Regions from separate parts of the Sus scrofa genome. Here regions 2 and 3 are each linked to region 1. A link is a contact called in public Hi-C and HiChIP or PLAC-seq data. All regions are on one chromosome and are shown on one strand. Each heading gives the region's core, a stretch centred on a gene start, on an enhancer-like site or on the middle of the called end of the contact. The rest is flanking DNA. Distances are from core to core; before and after follow the strand shown. Region 1 has its middle 67 kb from the start of ADRB2. Region 2 has its middle 96 kb from the start of SH3TC2. Region 3 has its middle 96 kb from the start of ADRB2.

The links. A called contact is a pair of places that touch in the nucleus more often than the background predicts. HiChIP or PLAC-seq counts read pairs in DNA pulled down with a chosen protein or histone mark.
Region 2: a contact with region 1 is called in an H3K27ac HiChIP or PLAC-seq map of skeletal muscle. The contact joins two enhancer-like sites. A contact is called at or near these places in 4 of 47 Hi-C or Micro-C datasets (retroperitoneal adipose tissue, skeletal muscle and subcutaneous adipose tissue) and 2 of 2 datasets of contacts at active chromatin or transcription factors (alveolar macrophages and skeletal muscle).
Region 3: a Hi-C map of skeletal muscle shows a contact between it and region 1, with 4 times the contacts expected there. The contact joins two enhancer-like sites. A contact is called at or near these places in 1 of 5 promoter capture datasets (liver), 26 of 47 Hi-C or Micro-C datasets (alveolar macrophages, blood, brain and 14 more) and 2 of 2 datasets of contacts at active chromatin or transcription factors (alveolar macrophages and skeletal muscle).

Annotation. Positions count from the first base shown.
Region 1 is chr2:149,964,407-149,969,506 of Sscrofa11.1, reverse strand. No RefSeq gene overlaps it. Among named protein-coding and RNA genes, the nearest start is that of ADRB2, 67 kb to the left of the region's middle. Within about 2 kb of position 3,011, at least 7 of the 83 cell types and tissues checked have an H3K27ac peak or open chromatin away from gene starts, as enhancers often do. A contact at or near this core is called in alveolar macrophages, retroperitoneal adipose tissue and skeletal muscle, where this site is marked.
Region 2 is chr2:150,148,763-150,153,862 of Sscrofa11.1, reverse strand. No RefSeq gene overlaps it. Among named protein-coding and RNA genes, the nearest start is that of SH3TC2, 96 kb to the left of the region's middle. Within about 2 kb of position 2,047, at least 41 of the 83 cell types and tissues checked have an H3K27ac peak or open chromatin away from gene starts, as enhancers often do. A contact at or near this core is called in alveolar macrophages, retroperitoneal adipose tissue and skeletal muscle, where this site is marked.
Region 3 is chr2:150,126,932-150,132,031 of Sscrofa11.1, reverse strand. No RefSeq gene overlaps it. Among named protein-coding and RNA genes, the nearest start is that of ADRB2, 96 kb to the right of the region's middle. Within about 2 kb of position 2,436, at least 1 of the 83 cell types and tissues checked has an H3K27ac peak or open chromatin away from gene starts, as enhancers often do. A contact at or near this core is called in skeletal muscle, where this site is marked.

The DNA of each region.
Region 1 (5,100 bases), core at 1,762-4,261:
AGTTTATTGAAAGAAAAACAAGGGAATAATAGTTCTGATGGAATGAGGCTGTGGCAGAAATTCTAAGTTTGCTACAGGTAGGACACTTGTTTGTGAAAGCCTGAATTTTAAGATCAAGTCTGAGGCCCTCTGCAAACAGGGCACTCCCACGTCTTTGGCCTCAGCTCCCACAAATGCAAATCCCCCTTTCCACTGCACGTCTTAATACAACAGGAACTTTTTTGCTGTTCCTCAAACACACTGGGAGTTTTCCCTACCTTGCAGAAATGGTTTCACAGTGGCTGGAAGTCTCCTTCCTAGAGAGCATTGAGTATTCGCTCTGCTGAAGCATCCTGGGCCCCCACTCCAGCCTCACCATCTTCTTCCTACGACTGGTGCTTCTCATCCTTCAGTTGCAGCTGCCATGCCACCTCCTCTGAGTGTTCAGAGAACCACCCTATGTAGTGCGGCTCTTGTTTCCTGTTTCCGACATAGCATCCTGCTTCGTTCCTTCCTAGTTCTTCCCACAAACTATACTTTAAAAAAAAAAAAAAAGCCTGTTTCCTCCTCTCCTGCTTATTAAAAGTCTCTCCCACTGCATTGTGAGTTCCTTGAGGACAAGGCCCTTGATTTCTTCTCACTGCTGCATCCCCAGTGGCCAGCAGAGCCCCAGGCGCGCACAGATAGTGGCTCAGTGGTTATTTGATGCCCGGGTGAGTGTTCCTCCTCCTCTGCACCTTGGTGGACTCCTTCTCACCCTCCCAAGTCCATCCATCCCGGGAGCTACTCACCTTCCTCAACCCCCAGAGTGTCTCTCTTCCCTAGGTCCGTGAAGCAGCACCCATGCGCCACGGTTAGGCTATCAAATGCATTGTACGGAGGCTGCGTTCATGGTCTCTTTACCCCAGGAGACTGTGAGCTTTTGTGGAGGTACAGTGCCCCTGCCCTGGCCCCACCACCTGGCATTTATTCTAACCGCGATACTACGCACACCAAGGAAAGCCGCCTTCTCCTAATGACTTTGTGTCCAGAGCTGACTGGGGTGGGACGTGAGAAGGGAGAGCAAAGACAATGAAAAAACAATTACTGGTATTTGCGGGATGTTCAAACTACGTATGCATGGCTTGTAGATGTGCCCATAAAACAAGCCTAATAAAAGATGTTATTTCTTTAGAGAATTGTTTGGTTTAAGATAAACTTGCCCCTCAAATCTCCAACATGGTGCTTCTGTCTGCAGAAAAAACGGAAGTCTGCCACCTAGTGGTAGAAATCATGAACTGCAGATATACATTTATTACTCATTCATTTTCTTTCTCACACTCGGCAGCTATTTTTTGGCCACCTACTAGTCGCCAGTCATTGACACACACAAGTCTGTCCTTATTTAGTTATTCATGTATTGATCACTTTCTGTGGAGTGTTCTCTGGCGCTTTGGTGTCCACAGGTTTGGATAAACAGACCCATGGGAGGCCAGACGTGTTGGTGCAGAGGTCAAACACCGGCACCTCTGGGCTCATACAAGTTGCTTTTTAAAATAATACAAGGTTATGTTTACGCACACAGACAGAGACTACGTGAGCTTCTGGCTTCTCTGGCAAAATCATGAGATCTGGCAACAGTGCCGGGCATTCTTGCATGTCAGCAATTGGCTGGAACTTCTAGTTGGGGTGACTCTGTGGGCCCCGCATGGGCTGTCTTACTCATTTGTGGGTGATGTCTTTTCTGACCTAACCAGGCACTTGGTGGGTTTTGATTCCTACTTAAATCTCTCCAGCACATCCAGGAAGGCCCCTCTTTCCAGAAAAGGCAGTTATAACTGCACAATTATCAAGGAGATAATGTGCTCCTGGGTGACTCCTAGATTAAAGGTTAGCTATTTCTCCAGGTTTATGTCCTTAGGAAAATCCTCTTTGTTCAAGTCCACTCTCACCCCACCCCAGCTACACACGCACACACACGCACACACACACACACAGTTCCTTCCCCTTCCCACCTTGCTCGGAGAGATAGAATGTGCTTATAGAGATGTTGAGTATTCCTCCCTCTATTTGTGGAGGCTTAGCCAGTCTCAAGAGAGACTTAATGGACACTTCCTGAGGCCAGGACCTGCGCTTCATGTGGGTGATGTAGCTGAGGATACAACGCATATACCCTTAACAGAGCTGGCTGTGTGGCCATCATAAAAAGTCCACGATTTCACAGGACCAGATAAAAGGAAGGCCGGACCTACTCTGGGAGTGGAGATGGGGTCAGATGGTGACCCTGGAGAAAGTAACACTGACCCTCGACCCTCAGGATCGACAGGAGTTAGCCAAGGGGGCAGAAACGTGCACAAATGCCCGGATTCAAGAAGACACTTGGAGGGGGAGAGAGAATTTCAGCCGTGCCTGTGGACTCTGGAGAGGCGCAGACTTCGTCGGGTGATGAGCAGCAAGGGGTCCGCAGTCAGGGCAGCGAATGTTCCCGTGGAGGTTTTCAGCAGATCTCACCACCCAGAGATGCACTTGAAGAGATGTGGCTGAGAGCTAGGGCTGATGCTTCCTTTGGAGCCCTCCTAGGTTGGTTCTGCATGGGACAGTCTTGGCATCCCGAAGGCACTAGGCCGATGGCTGGTGTCCCATCCCTGAGGCAGCTCGTGCCTTGCCCTTTAAATTCTTGTTTTTCTGTCTCCCCTTTCCTGGGAGTTCTCTCTGTTTTCTCTGTAGTTCCTCACCACTTTCCATGTATTTCAGGCATCTTCCTAGAGCTGCTGTGGGTTTGTGGTTGCCTCGAGAACCTGGCAGCAAGGTCCTGAACTCTCCACCCACCCCAGGGAGCCCTTATATCAAAAAGTTAGCTTCAAAGCCTAGTTGGAAGTAGTTGATATGAAGCAAAAAGTCAACAAACACTTCCCTGGAGTCTTGGCACCCGAAGGTCTTTTTCCTTTTGCTCAATCCTCAGCCGTTCAGCAGCCTGAACTTCTGCCTACTCATCTGATCCCCATGGCAGCTCCCAGCTGTGCCGTGGCCGTGCCTGTTGAGGTGGGACGTGATCCAGCCTCCGCCCCATCCAGGGGCCCTTCTCCTTTCTGACAGTGGGCCAGTCTCCTCTCACAGTGCCCTGGTTTCTGTGCCTGGCACGTCTGCCTTCTGGTTTGAGCTGCTGTAATGTGAGCTCTGTGGCCTCAGGAAACTTACTTTGGGCCACCACTTTGGGCCCACGTTTCCTTTTCTGTAAAGTGAGAATGGTCGTCCCTGTTCTGACTACTTCATAGGATTATTCAAAAAGGAGAAAATGACTCTACAGATCATGCCATCATTTACGAAACAGTCACTGAAGACAGCCACGTGCCAGCTGCTGGAGACGAGAGCCCTTGTTAAATGCGCTACACAAATACGACATTCTCAGGTGCAGAGGGTCCCCTGTGAGTCCTGCTTCTCTCACCTGTCTTGCCTGCAGGTGGCAGCAACCCCGAGCTGCCCGAGAACTGCCCGCCCACAAGCATTCAAGGCGGAGCTTTAGTAAGAGACTCAATAAAGAGAAGATACCCATTACCAAAGAAAGGTCTGTGGTGACCAAGCCAGTGTGTGGTTAGAAGCGTAATTACGTCTGGCACCAGAGGCCTAGAGGGTGGGCAGCCGTGTTCTTCCTCCTGCTCCAGCACCAGCCCTCAGGGCCCCAGCAAGGGACAAAGAGGAGTTCGCCCTCATTCTAAAAAGCGTTTCAACACTTGGGGCCGGGACACCCCTCTCCCCACACGTCCTCAGGCTTCCTGAAGTCAAAGCTGGCCTCGCCACCAGGGCTGCTCAGCTTCCTCCGTCCTCCCCGCCAGGCTGCGTGACACACGTCTGGGAGAGGAGGCGAGGGAGGGGGCGCTCACAGGGTCCCCCTTACTGGAGTGCAGTGCTCATGGGGTGGTGGCAGAGGGTTAGGGTCCCAGTGGGCAACAGAGGAACCTTACATTGGAACCATCTAGGTGAGTTTTATCGACAGAGAGGACCACAGCGTCACGTGCAGTCAAGCCCAGGTGGTGGCAGCAGCAGCGCTCCTGGGCTTCCAGGCAGGAAGCAATGAGGGGAGGAACCAAAACCCAGAAGGAAAGAGCGTCTCAGACCACTCGGAAATCTTTTCCAGTGGTCGGCCAGGGTATGGGTGGCCCGACAGAGAAGGGGCAGGAGCGTTGGAGGGAAAGGGGAAGGCATGGAGCTTTTAGGGAGGCAGACTTCAGAGGCTCGCCGGTGGAATGGGTTGTGAAAGGGGAGGGAGCAAAGGGGAACAGAGGTTTCGGGCTTGGGCGACCGGGTCAGCGGCCGTGCCATTCATTTTCAGAGGGTGGGGGTTGGGCTGGCTGGAGGATCCCCGTTCAGTCTGGGACCTGCCAGCTGGGAGTGGCTGCGCAACATCTGGGTGGAGGCATCCAGCTCGAAGGACAGAATCGCGTGTGAACAATTACAGTTACCTCTGTACAGGCTGCCTTGAGATGCGTTCTGTGAAGTGTGACTCTGGCTGGGTGAAGAAGCCAGTCCTTGGCGTTTTGAAAAGTTGTCTTCGCTACCACCCTGGTATTATGGCCGTACCTGGATGCGCTAAGGCTCTTACCCAGGCATGTGCTAACTACTAACCGCAAAACGGCCGAGGCTCAGAGAGGTCAAGTGTATGGTTAGGGTTGTTACTCTTGTAAGTGACCAGAGTCTCCGTTTAAACAGTCAGAGGAATTTTTTGGCTGAGGTCTGGCGTTCCTTTTGACTTAGGGCACAGTTTGATCCAGAGGTTCGGAAAATGGCAGTGAGGCCCATTGTCTGTACTTTTCTATTTGTTCTACTTTTCTTCATACATTTGTTGGCTTCATTCAGATTAGTTCATATTCATGCTAGCAAGACGGTACGGCAGCTCCAGGCCTCACAAAATCAGGCCTTTAAGTCTAGTGAATAGATTCCAGGCTCTTCTCTTCCAGAAGCAGGTCTCAAGTCTTCACAGAGGTTCTAATCAGGTCCTGTTCTTAGCCCTGATCCATCACTGAGCCCAGAGGGATAGGGTGTGGCCCTTTGATGGAGACAGAGCATCCCTGAGAGCCGGGAGGAGCCAGTCACATGGAAACATCAGGGTTTCTTGGTAGAAGACAGGTGTGTCCACAGGTGAGA
Region 2 (5,100 bases), core at 798-3,297, 190 kb before region 1:
CCAAGCTCACCTGTCTCTTCCTCATGCCTTTTTTTGCCTCAGGGAACTGGGCTCCGTCATGTTGGCCAAGGGTGTGGCCAAGGCCTGACTGAGGGAGGCAGTGACCTCAGCTGCCAAGCTCTGTCACACCTACAGTGAGGGCCATCTCTGCCTGGCTCCCAGAACCAGCAGGTGCTGCGTCTCTACTCATCAGCTGAGTGCTCTGTTCCCGGAGTCCTCCCACGCTGTCTGGGTCCTCCCACACTGTCTGCCCAAGCTGTCGCTTTTGCCTGGCGTGGCCGCTTCTACCTCTCATTACCCATCAAAATCCTTTCCATGCTTCAAGGTGAGGCTGAAATATCACCTCCTTCAGGGCGTCTGCCCTGATTACCGCTCCCACTTCCTTACCCGAGAGGAAATGATCACTCCCCCTTCTCACCTCGCATCGTGCTTAGTCTCTCTCCTTGCAGGTCCAGAAGCAAATCAAGGTGTGTGTTAGGCCATTTATCCACTCATCCCACACCCGTTTACTGTCTGCTCTGGATGAGGTCCCTGCTTTCGTTAAGTTTGCTTCGGTAGGAGAATCAGAGAAAAGGAATAAACAAAGGAAATGTTTTCAGGCTGATAAGGGCTAAGAGAAACACGCAGGATAGAGAATTTTGGGGTGAGGTGTGTATTCACCAGGTTAGACAGGTCGGTCAGGGATGGCTTCGCTGAGGAGGTGAAATCTGAGCAGAGCCGTGAATGACAAGAAGCAGCCAGCTATGGAAAGAGCTGAAGGAAGGGCATTCCAGCTCGAGGGGAGAGCATGTGCCAAGACCCCAAGGCAGGTGAAAGCTTGAGGTGTGTTTGCGAAACAGAAAAAAGGCTGGTGTGGGCGTAGCAGCAGGAAGGGGGTCCGGGAGGCGGGCAGGCCCCAGGTCAGGGCGGCCCCGTGGGGGTTGTTAAATATGGGGACCCCTGGACAGTGGTAAGCAGGAGAGAGGCGAGGACTGACGGATGCCCCTTCATTTCTTCCGTGATGACACAGGCCGCCTCTGTGACGACAGAACTGGGTGCTGGAAACGCAGGGCCAGAGATGCTGCCCGCCCTCCAGGTGTGCAGTGGCTGAGGGGCTCTCCTCACGGATGTCACCCTCAGTGCATGGTCTTGTGTTGCCTTTGCCCATCCAGGTACTTGATCTCTCGGGTTCCTCCCGCCCTGGTTTTAGGGCTGTGGTCCGTGAGCCCTGCTGCATCGCCTGGGGGACGTGAAATGCAGACTCTGGGGCCCACCCAGACCTGCTGATGAGAATGTGTATCCCGCTGAGTTGTGAGAAGGGCTGCGTCTAGTCAGGTGGCATAATAGACTCTCAGCAAACTGAGAGCAGGGCAATGGGTCAGATGCCAGCTGAACAGTCCACGGCAGAGGCTCATAACCTCTTACGTGAGTGTATCTCAGAACTTTAAAATTCATGCATTCCACCTGGGAAGCTTGTTAAAATGCAGATTCTGCTGCGGTAGGTTGGAATGTGCCCCCTGGGCCTGTGTCTCTGAGCTTTAAGGTGATGTTGATGCTGCTGTTCAAAGGAGCAGAGAGCTGTGCATGAACCACATGAAGGGCAGCGAGGCCAGAGCCGGTGCGGAGGGGAAGGGTCCTGGGGGAAGAGCTGGAGGGGCCGCCTCGCCACGACGCCCACGGTGCTTTGTTAACAACTCCGTGAAGCTCTTACCATGTGGGAATGCAATCGGGGCATCAGGACCAGACTTTTTTTTTAAGTGTCTGTAGCCCCAGCACAGTGTTTGGTTCATAGGCAGGACTCACTAAAATATCGATTGAAGGAGGGCCAGTTTGATACAGGATGGACAGCCTGAGATGGAGCATGTCCAGGGCCATCTTTGCTGAGTCAGCAGCCTCAGTACACGTCCCCCACCTGTTCCGATAGCAAGGGGGCATATGCCCCAAAACAAGACAGCTCCAGAAGAAGCCCCGCCTCTGGTTGAAATCAACGCACACCACCGTCTCTGTCAGGTGGCCGCAGAGCCAGACAGGAAGTGTTTTGCGAGTGAACAAGTGGTTGATCAAGACCTAATCAGTGTCAGAGTAGAAACTGGAACTGAGTGTAAATGACGTAAGAGGAAGGACAGGGGCATGGCCTCCCCGGGAAGTCAGATAGGCTGGCAGGACAATGAGCCCTGGCACAGACGGGATCTGGCGGCTGAGCCTGTTAACTGGAGAAAAGTCAGACCCAACCAGGATGAGCGGGTGCCCAGGAGCGAGGGTCTGAGTCACCACTAACATCAAGCCACACTCGGCTCCTCCTGCCTGCCTGGTGAAAACCGTTTGCTCAAATCCTGTTCTATTTCAGGAAACGCCAGCTGTGTCATAGGAAGTCCTGCTCTTTCCACTTTAGGGACAAGAGTCACTTCTCTGTTTGCTTTGGGACACTCACACGGCGCTGGTCCAGAAGGGCACAGGGGTATGGTGCTGCTCACATAGGTCGATAGAGACAGCCTGCCCCAGGAGGCTGCACAGGCCAGGAAAAGCTGGATTTGGGAGTTGTCACCGTAAAGTGTGGCTTTCAGTCCTTCTAAAATGTTCCTTGCCTGCTTTGAAGGAAAGAGGAAAAGTGGCCAGATTTCATGGATTGTCATAGTCCCCTTTCCCTCTCTCCTGGGCGTGAGAGGTGCTTTGAAACCCTGGCCTCGTCTTCCCAGAGGACGGAGGGACGCTGGAATGCCCTCTCCTTAATGGGTGGATGGCTTCCGCGTCTCCGACATCCGTGATTTCCCTGGGACCATTGCCGAGAGCTGCTCTTCGAGGTGGACTCAGGGCAGGCAGACTGCAGGTGACCTTCTCAGTGGGTGAGAGGGTTTCCTCTCTCCTCTCTCCTAGACCAGATTTAAAGCGTTACATTCAGTGTATGGTGAGGGCTGCTGAGTGCAGGGGTGCTCCCTGAGAATTTTATAGGACAAAGGGTCCTTAAGGGGTGGGGCTGGGCTCCCCCCCGCCACTGAATTCCTTATCATAGCAGGTTATCCAAGGATGTGGGATATGCAGAAGTGTCTACAAGCTTTCTAGGTTTTGTTTGGGGTCTTGGTGGATACTTCTGCTAAAATAACTTCTTCTTTTTTTTTTTTTATTTTCCCACTGTACAGCAAGGGGGTCAGGTTATCCTTACATGTATACATTGCAATTACAGTTTTCCCCCCGTAAAATAACTTCTATAACACATGAAAAATGAGTGGGTAGAGAAAACAAAAAAAAAATAAAAGGAAAAAAAATTGATATTTGCTAATGAAAGGGGTCACGGTGTCTGCCGGTTTGAGATGGATTTTGATGTCTTCCTATCCAAAAGTACGATGGGGTCGAGAGGGTTTTAATCATGATGAAGAGCAAGTGTAAGAATTGAGTTAGTTAGTTTTTGATCCTCACCCCGTACTTGTCTGGCCAGAAATGCAGGGAATTGGGGTTTGTTGTTGGCTCTGCCCTTCAAGGGCTGTTCATCCTTGGCCTGCTCACCACCCATCTCTGGGCCCCAGCTCCCTCTAGAAAATGAGAGGCTGGATTAGACATGATTTCCTAAATCCTGTGACTGATTATTACAACATGAAAAACGTGAAGTCACGTAAGAGACAGTTGTGCAGAATTTAATTCCCCTTTAATCCTCCTGGCTAAGGAAAGGAGAACATCCCCCAGGAGTGTTAATGGGTGTTTAGCATCCTTTAAGCACTTTCTGACTTCTACACAGTGAGAGCTGGCTTCGGGCCAGAGTCTTCCTGAGGCTGTGGACGTACGTCCAGGTGAGAAGTTAATCATGTTGGCTTATTTTTCATTTGCTTATTTTTATGGTTGCCTTTTTTTAAATGACAGTTTGATCCTGGTTTTCCATTTACGACAGTAATGTAGTTTTCTCCTACAATGAAAGCGTTTACGCAGATGAGAACATTTGAAGGCGCCTACAATGTAGTATTGGAATATAGCAAAAGCCATGGTACTTCAGTGGCTGCACTCGGGAAAACGCTGTGGCTTAGATGACTCTTGGTGCCTTTCCAGCTCTGTGGGCCCGTGGATGTGAATGCTGTGATTTCAGGCCAGAGCATAATGTGTCTCCAGCTGTCTTAAATGTAAGCTTTGTGTGCACAATAAGTGTATGTGGCTTTTGGCCACTGTATCCAAAGCATCTGGTTCAGTGGGTGGCCCATGGTCGAATTTCACTAAATGATTCTCAAGGAACAAAGGCATGACTCAGGTGGAAAACAGTGCATTGTGACGTCTTTTTATGTTTAGGGGCAAGAAGGGACCCCCTGCATTTCAGACCCGTGGAGTAGTGAAGTCACAGGTGGCTGCTCATGCGCGTGCGCACACAGACAAACAAGCTTTGTGCTTTGAATGTTAAACTAAGTTGAATTTTTGTGATATTGACATTTGCAGAACACATATAATACTATTTTTGTTTTTAGTTTTTAAAATAATGTGGCTCTTGACATCTTAGATCTTCTTGGAGAAAGGCAAGGTTTAAATAATGAATGAGTGAACCAGGAAAGAGGTATTTTATTTTGAGTTTTCCTGGTTTTTAAATCCCATTGGCTCTCTGCTTGGAGTATTTTTAAACTGACTGGCTGTTTAGTTCAAATTATGCTTTAAAAAAGTTTTGGCGCGGGCTCTAGACCTAATGTTTTGCTGGGTTGGCGTTTGGGCGTGTCACCAAGCTGCTTTGGCTGGGTGGCAGTTAAACACAGCCAAACAGCTGATCCTGCCGGGAGAGTTAGTGATGAGAAGATTCTACAGAAACCATGCCTTGGCCTGGATCCCTGCCCAGCAGGAGCATCTCACAGGGTCCAAAGGAGACCACCGGTTTCAGGGGAGCCATCAGTCACCCTCGTCCAGCTCTGTTTTCTCTTCCCTTCTCCCCTCGGAGCTGTGGATGGCTCTGGCTTCCAGTTGTTGGGAACTGCTGCCTCTGCAACCAGTTAGGGGGACAGAGAGCAGAGACTGGGCTTTCTCGGTAGCCTCACCTCATGTTTCCAGTGAAGCCTGGTCCCCGGATGAGGTGATGTAAGAGGACCAGAGACCAACTTTCAGGTGGAGCCATCCTACTCCCTCAGCCCATTTGGTTTCGTTTGTTAGTTCTTCTGAGGG
Region 3 (5,100 bases), core at 1,187-3,686, 160 kb before region 1:
GACCAAGTCCCTTTGCTCTCTTGGCCCTTGAAGCATTAGGTTAAGTTCTTTTTTTTTTTTTCCTGTCTTTTTGTCTTTTCTAGAGCCATACCTGTGGCATATGGAAGTTGCCAGGCTAGGGGTCGAATTGGAGCTGTAGTCGCCGGCCTACACCACAGCCACAGCAATACAGGATCTGAGCCACATCTTCGACCTACACCACAGCTCACAGCAATGCCAGATCCTTAACCCACTGATCGAGGCCAGGGATCGAACCTGCGCCCTCATGGCTTCTAGTCAGGTTCATTAACTGCTGAGCCACAACGGGAACTCCTGGGCTAAGTTCTGACCCTCCTCTGACCTTACCTGGAGATGGAGAGGGACAGACCCTGGATTTCCACCTGGATAGGGCTGGAGCCAAGCTAGGCCTCTACTTGGGTGTGTGGCCCCGTCCCCCGGCTGCTCGCCTCGTAGGGCTGTCAGGAAGAGAACGTGAGACCGAGAGCTGAAAATCCACCACTGAAGGGACTGTATGACCGATTCGGGCCCCCTGTCAGCAGTGACAAGGCTCGTGAGTGGTGAGCGTCAACCATGCCGGCCACCTGACCCTGGAGAGCTGTGCAGGGCTGACCCTGCTCTGACGCCGAGTTCAGAAACTGTTCGCGTTTGCTCAGCAGCCAGCTGTTCCGTGTCAGGGACAACCTGCCATTCGTGAGTGTTGAGTTTGCAGTCTCCCTCAGTCGTCATTGTCATCACTGTTTGGGAAGGAGGGAGCTGGAGCGGGGGCTGTGAGGGAGGTCTGCCCCCGTGACCAGGCTGGCGGATGGTGACCTGGGAACCAACCCCGGGGGTTTCGGCTGCCAGGCGGGGCTCTCCTGCAGCACGGCGCTGCGCCCGCACGGAGTTATGGGGCGGCGTGGGAGGATCTGCCCTTTGTTTCTGCCGTTGTCACGAACTGTCACCTGGTCCTCATTTTGTGGATGGGAAACAGGCCTGGAGGGAGGAACGACGGGCAGGACGACCATTAATCTCTAATTAGTTTCCAACCAAATTAGCAAGATCCGCTCTTTTCCCGTAAGTGGAGAGGATTCTGACGGTTGTAGGCTGTTTTCGTCATTAGGATCTAGATTTCTGGAAGGATTGGGGGAGTTTGAATTCGTCTCACATGAACTCGCCCGGCTTTGGTCTGCTTCTCTGATTATTGCCATTACTCTGTGTCTGGTGGTCAGGCTTCTCCAGAGAAACCGTAGCAGTAGGATGTGCATATGGCAGATACATGACAGGTGTGCGTGTGTACACGTAGACAGAACATACACCTGGATTACGTATGCACTTAATTTTTAAAATTATAGTTGATTTGCAGTGTTTGTACTTAGGCCTTTACTGTAAGGAATTAGTTCATGTGACGGTAGAGGTTGCCAAATACCACATCTGCAGGATAGGCCGGCAGATGAGGCCCTAGGAGAGAGCTGCTGGTACTGCCGGGACGCGGAGGAGTCTGGGGGTAGCGTTCGCTCTTCTCTGGGAGAGAACAGTCATTTTCTATTCTGTTCTTGAAGTGACTCGATGAGTTCTGCCCATGTTACGGAGGGTCATGTGATTTACTCAGATCAACTGATTTAAATGTTAATTTACCCTACAAGTACCTTCGCAGCAATATCCAGTTGTGTCTGACCAAATTCCCGGCACGATGGCCTGGCCAAGTTGACGCATGTAACGAATCATCATGCGTATAAGCATGTAATATGTAGGATAACATTAGCTGATATGTACTGACCGTTTATGTGTATTGAGATAATATCAAGAATGTTATCTCACTGAATAACTCCTCCTAATGGTTATAGTGCAGTACTTTACACATAGGCAGAAACAAATGATGGCTTTAAAATTAGGGGGCCATTCAGAATAGAGGTTAAGAAGGAGGTTTTTAGTGTTGGGCAGACCTGAGTTCCAGTTTTAACGCAGCCAGTATCTAACTGGGGCAGATTAGTTAATCTCTCCAAGACTCTGTCCTCATCTGCAAAACAGCGTTAAGAATAGAATTTCCTTCATCAACATAGCAGGAGCTTGGTAAACGTTTATTGGCAAAATGAAGGTTGGAGGAATCTCCAAGATTGCTATGGGAATTCAAGGAGCTAATTTGTCTAAAGCCCGTCGCACAGTTCCTGGCACATTATGAGAACACACGGAATTTAGCTGCCTGTACCATGATTATCTTCCTTCTCGACGGCTGCGTACACAGAGTCATGGCTGCCAGCTGTTAGGATCCACGCAGCAGGACTTGGTGAGGTGTGGCTTCCAGGAAGGTCCTGCCTCTAAAGGCCAGGCCAGAACAGAACAGAAATCTCCCTCACCCGCTCAGAGGCTGGTTTCCCTTACCTCCTTGGCACCGTCTTGGGCGGCCCGTTCTTTGCTGCTCCCAGAACTCCTTTCCCGGAGCTCTGGCTGCAACCGCCTTGGCGGGGAGTGTTGTCCAGGTCACGCGGTCTGGAGCTGGACGAGCGTCCCACGTCTCTGCCAGCACACCCAGCGCCTCGTCTGCAGCGCTGCCCTCAGCCCTGCCACGCGAAGCACCACTCCCTGACCCTCGGTGGAAAAGAGCTGCCTCCTCCTGGGCCACCATCTCCCTGCAGATACTCCCGCTGTCGAAGAGGTGATTGGGCCAGTCATTCTCCTTTATTCTAAGGCAGATACGCTCTTTGTGCTCGGAGGAAAAGGACATCCGGACAGCGCGAAGCAGCGTCGTGTGGCTCGTTCTTCCATCATTCAGAACGTGGTGCGGGGCACTGAAGACTGGAACTCCCAGCTCTGATTCTTACCAGCCGTGTGGTCTTGGGCACATTTCTTGATCTCTCTTATGCCTCAGTTTCTTCATCTGTAAAGTGGGGACCATACTAATGCCTCCTCAGAAAGGTTATTACGATGTTTAAAATCAGCTCATAGGTGGTAAAGCATGTAAGCACCTGCCTGACCCAGAGGCAGTGCTCCGTAAGGAGTAGCCAGTCGTAGCTGTTACTATTGTTGTTATTACTGCAGCTGATTCTTTTTGTTTTAAGCCTATTTTATTTAATTTTTTTTCTTTTGTCCTTTTAGGGCCGCACCTGCAGCATATGGAGGTTCCCAGGCTAGGGGTCGAATTGGAGCTATAGCCACTGGCCTACGCCAGAGCCCCAGCAATGCCAGGTCCGAGCCTCGTCTGCAGCCTACACCACAGCTCATGGCAACGCTGGATCCTGAACCCACTCAGCGAGGCCAGGGATCGAACCTGCAACCTCATGGTTCCTAGTTGGATTCGTTTCTGCTGTGCCACGACCGGAACTCCAGCTACAGCTAATTCTAACTCCACTTTGTGTGGCAGCTCTGCTGGGTGATGGAGGAAGAGCCGTGAACACAAGGCATTCTCTCCTCTCCTTTGTGAAGTTTCTATGCTGTGAGTGGCAGAGAAAAAGAATAAATAGGTGAAGGAGACAGATAAAGCCCATTATGTGCGATTATACGTTGTGTAAGTATCCTAAAGCAAACCAGCAGGAGGCTTTGACAGAGACGCACAGCGAGCTGGGGAGTGACACGTGGGGACACTGGGGACAGGTGACGGAAGGTGTCCCGAGCGGCCAGTATTTAGGCTCAGCGCTGAGGGATGCGAAGGGGAGGAAGCAGGAGCAGTGGGTGTGAGGACCAGCACGCATGGAAGCCTTGAGGCAGAAGGAGCTCGGGTGCTCCTGAGAGTGGGAAATGCCACGTGGCCGGGGGGGAAGCGGGAAGGGCGGCAGGAACTCGTCGGGGCGCTCGCTCCGCGGCAGACGCCCCTCCCTGCACCCACCTGGGGGAGGAGGGACGGGCCTGGAGGGGCCTGGTCACGTCTCCCCGCTCGCTCGTCTTCCCTGGCTTCTGCTGCCGGCAGCACCAGGTCAGATCTCAGCGTGGCCTGTCGCATGCTTCACAGCGTAGCTCCAGGGTGACGTCTCAGTTCTATTTCCTTTTTTGGCCCATCACCTTAAAATTAATTTTTACTTGCATAAGTCACCCAGAAACATCTTTTCTTGTGAAAATTTAAAATTATTCAGGCAACTGCAAGCCCCTGTTCCCGCGTCTTCCCTTCCCCATCTCTACGCCACGTGCTTCCCCGGAGGGCCGCGCTGCGCCGCTTCCCGCGAATCCTTTCGGGCGTCCCTCAAATCGATGCGTTGTGGATCTATCTAGAGAGTGTATAAAAGTGCAGAAAACGTAGAGGAAGTTTTGTGGTTTTAGTAAATAGAACAATTTGTTGAATTGTCCTCATTGCTTGATTGAATAATTCCTGCACAGTCCATTGGCCAGACCGTTGGGAGACTGCACCCAGACCAAGGCCCTGTGCCTGGAGGCCCAGGAGGCGATGGGGTTATAATCTTCCCTCCTGCCTGGAAAGAGGAGGCCTGAAAGGGGTGAGTACTAGAGGTTTATACCACGGAGAGTGATTTTTTAAATGTCCTTTAAAAACTAAACTTTCCTGAAGAAAAATGTGAAGTCATTTTAAAAAGCTAATGAGGAGTTCCCGTCCTGGCGCAGTGGAAACAAATCCGACTAGGAACCATGAGGACGCGGTTTGATCCCGGCCTTGCTCAGTGGGTTAAGGATCCCGCGTTGCTGTGGCTCTGGCGTAGGCCGGCAGCTTGTAGCTCCAATTGGACCCCTAGCCTGGGAACTTCCATATGCATAAGCTCCATATACTTAACAGCAAAAATAGACAAGGTAGGAGAATGTACTTTCCAACCTGAAAGGTCTGTCATCCTGTGCTCCTATGGAGTCGTCTGATTTGGTGACAAAGGCTACAGGCATTGTCCTGCAAAGATGTTCAAGCCCCTGCTGCTGCCAGGTGGCCCCACCCTAGCTTGCCAGATGTCCCCACCCTAGCTTGCCAGATGTCCAGCCTGGAAGGATGCTGACCTCCTGTCCCTTCCCCTCTCTGCTCAGAAAACTCAGTCACCTACCCCTCGGCCTGCGGTCCTCCTCCAGTTAGACCCACCGGCCCTCCCTGGAAAGGCCTGGAGACCTTGGCCCCAGGTGATGGCCTCTTGCTAGTCACCAGCATCCTTCCCACCTAAATCACCTGCAGCTCCTAAGCGTGCGGCATGGGAACATGCT